Linked DNA regions of Sus scrofa: region 2 is linked to region 1. Evidence: chromatin contacts called from public Hi-C data. All regions are on one chromosome and are shown on one strand. Each heading gives the region's core, a stretch centred on a gene start, on an enhancer-like site or on the middle of the called end of the contact. The rest is flanking DNA. Distances are from core to core; before and after follow the strand shown. Region 1 holds the start of QARS (glutamine--tRNA ligase). Region 2 holds the start of P4HTM (transmembrane prolyl 4-hydroxylase).

Region 1 (3,746 bases), core at 765-3,264:
AGCAGAGACCAGAGTCAGGACTGGGATAGGAGCCTGTGACTAACCCTACCACCTCCCTAAGGACTTTCTGGCCTATTTACCAGCTCCACTTTGGAAAAAACTACCTAACTCATCCCACCTCTGCTCCTCACATGGTTCTACTGGCCTCAAATGTTCTTTCCCTCCTGAAAGTCCATACTGGACTCAAGTAAGAAAAACACCACTTATAGAGAGGAACTGTGGGCCTGGCATCCAGATAAGCCATCTACCTCAGTCATCACCCTCTTGTTATTCTCTGCCAACATCTTGAGATGGAGGCCCCATCACCATTATTTACAAGATGAGGAACCTGAGGTTCAGAGTAAAGCAACTCACCCCAAACTAGACACAACCCAGAGAGCCAAGTCTTTCACTGCCCACCCAAGTGCTGCCCCCTCTACCCCAGGCTCTACTATCCACTATCAGAAAAGGAATAGGCTCTCTTCCCTTCTCACTCCCATTTATCTCTCAGTGGATGCTAGACACTGTCTCTAGAAGGGCCTCCACCTGCTTCAGCTCAAGGAAGCACCCACCTGCATGTCTACTTCATGCTTGATCATTTTGCCATCTGCCCACTTGAGCGCAGCCCGAGCCTCTCCTAGAAACATGGGCATAAGAAGCTGCTGAAAGGAAAAGGAGGACACTTCCCACCCTGTTTCTCAAGAAAAGGACCTGGCTGACCTCAGAAACTAGAGCCTGGGCCCAGCCAGACCTCTTTTAAGATGCTCCGACTCTCCCTTCCACCTCCCTCTCACTCATGCCCAGAAGAGAAGGCATGACCAGTGATAACAACATAGTCTGTAGTCCCCTGCCCCAGGTCCTGCTCACCCATCAGCAGCCCCATGTTGAAGTGGTAACGCTCTACAAGGAGCTTGGATCGGTGATGATTTATGGCAGCCTCCACCTACAGAAAGCCAAACCATGAGCTTCAGACATGCTCTAGGGACTGATCCCCTCACCCTGGGACTTTCTGGTTGGTAAAGCAGGGCCACTCCTTTCCAGTATTAAGTACTGAAAGCCACTCCTTAGAATTAAGGAGGCAGCTGACACCTAAGAAAAGACTCACAGCCTCCTCAATCTGCTCTGGAGTCACAATGACGCCCACACCACATTCCTGCTCAAAGTCCATGGTGTTGATTGGGTCCAGGGGATGACTTCGCACATACTCAAGGGCAGCTGAAAAAGGAAAGCCAAGGAGTTTGTGGCATCTCAGCTCCAAGAAGTAGGAAGACAGGGCCCTAATCCTATCCATGAAACCCCAATTAGTTTGACTTCCTGGAAAAGTAAGTCTTGCACTTCACTAGAGAAGCCCTAAGGCCACAGGAAAGAAGCATGTGTTGTGAGGGAAACTCCCTCAGACCTACACAGTTCTCCAGTGGGTCTCACCCAGAGGTGGCCCTCTCCGTCAGTGCCAGGGCCTAAGTTTAGAGAAGAATGCAGAACTAGTAATCTAGAGTGACACTGTGGGTCTTGTCAGAATGGTTAGATAGGGATCTTGGCTGAGAGGAGGAGCTGGAGGTGGAAGCAAGACAGGCAAGGGTCTCACCGCTCAGCTGAGTCTCAGTATGGATCTTCCTACTAGCTATGTAGCTCACGAGGAAAGACAGTCGACGAGGATCCCGCAGTCGCGAGGCCAAGCCATAGAGCAGGGTCCCGGTAGCTTTGTCGATGGTGGAGCCCAGAGTCTGCTGTGCCTAGGGTCAGAGGGGTCAGGAGATAAGCCTCACTTCCAGTAAGAAAAGCAAGAGTGAGACAAGATGGGTGGGTCGGGGTCTGGACCCGGCCCGGAGTTGCCTTGGGGCACAGTCGGCAGCCGGGGCCAAGGACGTAGGTTTGCACCTGGGTCGCCGCCTCGCGCAGCTGCGCGCTCAGAGCCGTGTTCTTGAGCGTCTCTCGCGCTTTGTGCTCGCTCAGGCCGAGGCCGGTGAAGAGCGACAAGGAGTCTAGAGCCGCCATTGCTGGGACGCCGGAAGCCAAAAAGAAACTTTGGGGCCAATCTGCCCCGGAGTTAGCTCACTGACCAATAGGAGTGAGATGCCGTCAGCGAAAGCCAATGGTATCCTTCCTTGGAGGGAAGGGGCGGGGATCTCCAGGATCGTCAGTGACATTTAAAGGGCAGAGGGCGGCCTCTCCCGCCGCTTTACTTCCGTCTTCGTGCTTCAGGTCTCTAAAAGGGATAGTGAGCGGCGGTACTTTAGAGGTGATTTGTTCCAAACCTGGAGCGAAGGTGTTCAGCACCAGGGCAGGAGGCAGACATAATCATGGTAATTTTACTCTTCATCTTTTCTCCTTCAGCCCCGGAAAACTTGGGACCATCCCAGTTTTGTTTTTGGAAACAAATGTCAATGTAGGTCGTGTTTCTGACGTCACACTTTGGAGTTGTCACGGAAACAGCTGAACAAAATGAAGCCCGGGAAATCCGGTCAAGACTCCAGAACAGACGTCTGAAATGGCACATGGATGCGCCCCAAAAGTCTTGGCACTTTTCCAGCTCCACCTGCACGCGCGCACGCACACACACACACACACACCCACACACACACACCCCTAACCAGGAAAGGGAAGGTTTGGGGCCAGGAAGGACCTTGCATGACTTCTGTGATGATTTGGCTTAAAATCTCCTGCCATACTTACTTTTTTTTTTTTTTTGGTCTGTTTTAGGATCGCACCCGCGGCATACGGAGGTTCCCAGGCTAGGGGTCAAATCGGAGCTGTATCTGCGTGTACGCCAAAGCCACTGCAACGTGGGATCCGAGCCACATCTGCAATCTACACCACAGCTCACAGCAAGGCCAGATCCTTAACCCGCTGAGCTGGGTCAGGGCTTGAGCCCATGTCCTCATGAATGCTAGTCGGGTTCGTTAACCACTGAGCCACTATGGGAACCCCCATACTTACTCTTCTTACCGAAGCATGCAAATATAGGAAAACCACAAGCAGATTAGACCTTAAAATCCATATGCAAGTACTTGACAGGATATTTTATTCAATAGTGTGGGACAGAGAAGGTAGAATAGTTATGATGATATGCTTGGGGATCTCCCTAGTCTCTCTTTGGCCCTTAAGGGCCTGCTGGGTGGGAATCATCAGGCTAAAACTGAATGTACAACCTGTGTTTTTGTTTTTATTTTTTTTTTTTAGGGCTGCACCCATGCCATATGTAATTTCCCAGGCTAGGGGTGGAATCAGAGCTGTAGATGCTGGCCTACGCCACGGCCACAGCCACAACGATCCCAGCCACCTGGGATCGTAGGTGCATCTGCAACCCACACCACAGCCCATGGTAACGCTGGATCCTTAACCAACTGAGCTGGGCCGGGGGTCAAACCCACATCCTCATGGATAAGTCAGGCTCATTACCAATGAGCCACAATGAGAAGTCCCCAATCTATTTTCTTATAGAACTGGAGCTGTTGATGGTGGGATGGTAAGTTCCCCAAATTTGGGATGGAAACACAGGCTCCTAAAGGCCTCAGTGACCCTAAAACTCCTGGACCTTCAAGTACTGGGCATGATCCTGACCATAATATTTCCTGATTTGTGGCCATATTCCACTAATGAGCAAATCTATTTTTGAGCTCCACATAATGACTACATGCCAGGTTCAGCCCAGGGCCACATACTGCATCAGTATCCAGATCCAATCCTGTGTCTTGCCCCCCTTCCACCATGCCCGCTTGGCCCCCTTCTGATGCCCAGCCCAGCCAAGGCCAGGAGCAGGCATTAAA
Region 2 (3,746 bases), core at 373-2,872, 96 kb before region 1:
GGCGCCAGGTCCTCAATGCCTCTGTCTTTGCCTTCATGTAGGGAGCATCCAGGCTTGCCAATGCCCTGCACAACTCAGTTCCCACTCCATCTGAAGCAGAATGCTGGACCACTGGTGTTATTTGGTCAGCGTCCCAGCTTTGGCTGAACCCCAGTGGCTCCTGTTGCCACCTGCCCTCCCTCCTTGAAAAAACATCCAGAACTTCTGTTGGACAGTGTTTTTCTTAAATGCATTTTTTTTTTTTTTTTGTCTTTTGTCTTTTGTCTTTTTGTTGTTGTTGTTGTTGCTATTTCTTGGGCCGCTCCCGCGGCATATGGAGATTCCCAGGCTAGGGGTTGAATCGGAGCTCTAGCCACCGGCCTACGCCAGAGCCACAGCAACGCGGGATCCGAGCCGCGTCTGCAACCTACACCACAGCTCACGGCAACGCTGGATCGTTAATCCACTGAGCAAGGGCAGGGATCGAACCTGCAACCTCATGGTTCCTAGTCGGATTCGTTAACCACTGCGCCACGACGGGAACTCCCATGGACAGTGTTTTTCTGTAATATCTTAAGGAGATTGATAAGATAGTCCCTAAGGATGACTGGATGAATAGATGAACCCATGTTCTTGGGTATAGATGAAACCTTTCATTGGGTGTGGAATCTCTAAGAGAATGAGAGGTGGGCCTGCCCTGAGCAGACCAGAAAATGCACATTCTACTTTTCTGGGAGGAAGTTGGAGGGTGCAGGAGTGTTAACAGGATAAGGAGAAACCACCAGCAATGATGTTGCTCTTGTCTCTGCATGTCTACCTGGAGGTTACTGGGAGCACAGAGCATGCCAAGGCTTTGGCACTTGACCAGTGGTATGTCCTCCCATCTTACTTGGCCATAATCTGAGTTGAATTTAACTCTGAGGCATTGGTGTCTCAGTTATGGAAAAGTCTTGTTTCTCCCTCTTAATATGTACCAGCTTTGAGGCAAGGAGTGTTCCTGTGCACCTGAGCACATGCATTTCTGCCGGAAACCCCCTCTGACCACCACAGGCTGGGTCCCCCATCTTTGCGGCCTCGTTCATCAGGGAGTTTCTTCCTAAGCCCTGACTCCTGCAGGCCTCCCTGGGAAGTTCAAACCAACCACAGAGGAGACCTCCAGGGCGTTTTTGTCCTCTTACACCAGCGAGTGTCAGTGCTCAATGCCATGTCAGGCCCACAACATCACATACGCAGGCATCGGCCTCCATGGCGCCCCCAACCAGCCGCAGTATTGAGTCATCGTTTGGCATTGCCTCCTTGCTGCCACCTCACTCCCTCCCAGGAGCGAGAAAATGCAGACCACACTTTTCAGGGAAGAGGGAAGCGCGTCCTAACTGGGGAACAGAGAAACTACCAGGGGCATTTCCTGTAACTGGTGGTCTTTTCTGCTTCTACACTTGATGGGTCGGCTTTTGCCTTAGGGAATGTGTATCTCCGCCTGATGATAATCCAGCTCGGGAAGAAAAACTCCAGTGTGGGCCCGGGTCCAAGGCGCAGAGATAGTGAGTTCCGCACGGGCGCGGCATCCCGGGTCACAGTCTTCCTAGTAACCTCGGCGCGCGCAGGCTCGCCGGCGGTTGTCCGGGCGACGGCGCGGCGAGATCGGCCCCTCCCATTGGCGCGTGCGCCACTTGGGCGCTATGGCTGCAGCTGCGGCGGCCGCAGGCCCGCGGCGGGAGGACTCGAGTCCGCAGTGGACGCCACCCCCGCGCGAGCCGGTCGGAGCAGCGGCCGGGCTGGGCGACTGCGAGGATGCACCGGTCCGGCCGCTGGGTAAGCCCCGCGGCATCTGCTCGCGCGCCTACTTTCTGGTGCTGATGGTGTTCGTGCATCTGTACCTGGGCAACGTGCTAGCGCTGCTGCTCTTCGTACACTACAGCAACGGTGACGAGAGCAGCGACCCTGGGCCCCAGCGCCGCACCCAGAGCCCCGGACCTGCGCCAACCTTGGCTCCCCTCACCCGGCTCGAGGGCATCAAGGTGAGGCTTCTTGCCGCCGCCGCGCGCTACAGGCCCTGCACCGCCTAGCCCGTGACGGCTGGCGCTGTGCCCGGGGCTCTATACTGCACCTGCGCCACTCGGGTCGTGCTGCGCGCACCCCTTTACTCGCTGGCCCACCCCCGGGCTCCAGGCCGGGGCGCCTTTTCCCTCCTTCGGCCCTTGCGGCCTGGCTCCCCAGCTTTCCGCTGTGCCGCTTTCCCTTAGGTGGGTCATGAGCGCAAGGTCCAGCTGGTTGCCGACAGGGATCACTTCATCCGAACCCTCAGCCTCAAGCCGCTGCTCTTCGGTAAGTCCCCTTGGGCGCCCCTGGGAAGGTCCAGAGCCTTCGATTCGGTAGCTGCCTTGAGGCTCATTTGAGCACGTGACTTATGTTTTGAAAATGGCTGCTTCAAAGTAGCCCTTTTTTTTCCACTCAGGTTGCCCACTTCCTGCCCCTGTTACCTCCACAATAGAGTGACAGGGTGACCTTTCCACACTCCCCTCTGTGACTCCAACTCTCTGATCCTTCCATCACAGGGCTGGGCATTGTGAGGGAGAACTAGTGTCTAAACATTTCATTGAAACTGCCTTTGGATACTCGCTGCCATGGTTAATTCTGTCACATTTTAGATTAGGGGGAGGGGCAGAGAGACTGCTAACCAGGTCCTAGCTGATTGCCTGGCCTCTGAAGGGAAGTCCTCCCAAAGTGGGCCCTGTGGTCTGATAAGAAATAGGCTATTCAAGTGTGGATAAGCTGGTGCCTGCAAACCCGCCCCACAAGGGCACCAGCCTTTGCTGCCATCACTCCAGGATTCCTCTTAGGATGGATTTTCATGTTCAGCCATTACAGTAGGTCACCTTCCAGGGTGACCTCATTTGGAACCAGATTCATAGCTCACATTTTCTGAGCTCTTGTTATATGCTAGCCTGCATGTGATCACTTCATTTAAATCTCACAACTCCTCTACGAGGTGAGTGTAGATCCCGCTGTCAGGCTAGTTGGTGAGAAAGTGAGGCACAGAGAGCTGAGGTTGCTTGGCCAGCCTCACACAGCTAGTTCAGGGCAAAGCTAGGATTTGAACGAGGCAGCCTTTCTCCAGAGCCTGCACTTGAAAGCCAGTGTGCTAGCTGTGAAGCCTCTTAAGGCCTTCAAAGAGCACCAGTGTCAACAAAATGGAGGTCCCCAGACCCATGACCTTGCTTGGGGCAGGTTACCCAGTCCAGTCCTGGGTACCCAGCCTCAGTGACACATCTGCCGTCCTGAAGTGTTCCTGGCTGCTGGGGGATGGAGTGGTTAAGGGGCTTTCAGGAGGGGACTGGAAACCAGAGCAGAGCATCTCAGCACATGCTGTTACCCCTAGGATGGAGGGCCCTGGTTAGGAATAATGCCTAGACCTGTGAGAATGATTTCACATGTATGCTATTTGAGGGGAAATAGGTTATGGTGTCAGTCCAGTTGTTGGAAGGGCTCTAAAATATTTATTATTGTTATTATTATTTTTTTAATTAAAAGAAAATTTTTGCTTTTTAGGGCCGCACCCACGGCATATGGAGGTTCCCAGGCTAGGGGTCTAATCGGAGCTACAACTGCTGGCCTGCACCACAACCACAGCAACGCCAGATCCAAGCCGCATCTTTACCTACACCACAGCTCACGGCAACACCAGATTCTTAACCTGCTGAGTAAGGCCAGGAATCGAACCCACAACCTCATGGTTCCTAGTTGGATTTGTTTCTGCTGTGCCACAT

The links. Hi-C and Micro-C count contacts between places; a contact is called where the count stands out from the background.
Region 2: a Hi-C map of liver shows a contact between it and region 1, with 4 times the contacts expected there. The contact joins the promoter of P4HTM here to the promoter of QARS in region 1. A contact is called at or near these places in 1 of 47 Hi-C or Micro-C datasets (liver) and 1 of 2 datasets of contacts at active chromatin or transcription factors (alveolar macrophages).

The regions. Positions count from the first base shown.
Region 1 is chr13:31,721,186-31,724,931 of Sscrofa11.1, forward strand. It overlaps QARS (glutamine--tRNA ligase), which reads right to left and starts at 2,015. Exons shown (of 24, transcript XM_021070652.1): 1 at 1,858-2,015; 2 at 1,565-1,712; 3 at 1,085-1,194; 4 at 847-922; 5 at 552-616. The coding sequence starts at 1,974.
Region 2 is chr13:31,625,608-31,629,353 of Sscrofa11.1, forward strand. It overlaps P4HTM (transmembrane prolyl 4-hydroxylase), which reads left to right and starts at 1,623. Exons shown (of 9, transcript XM_003132198.4): 1 at 1,623-1,997; 2 at 2,223-2,304. The coding sequence starts at 1,659.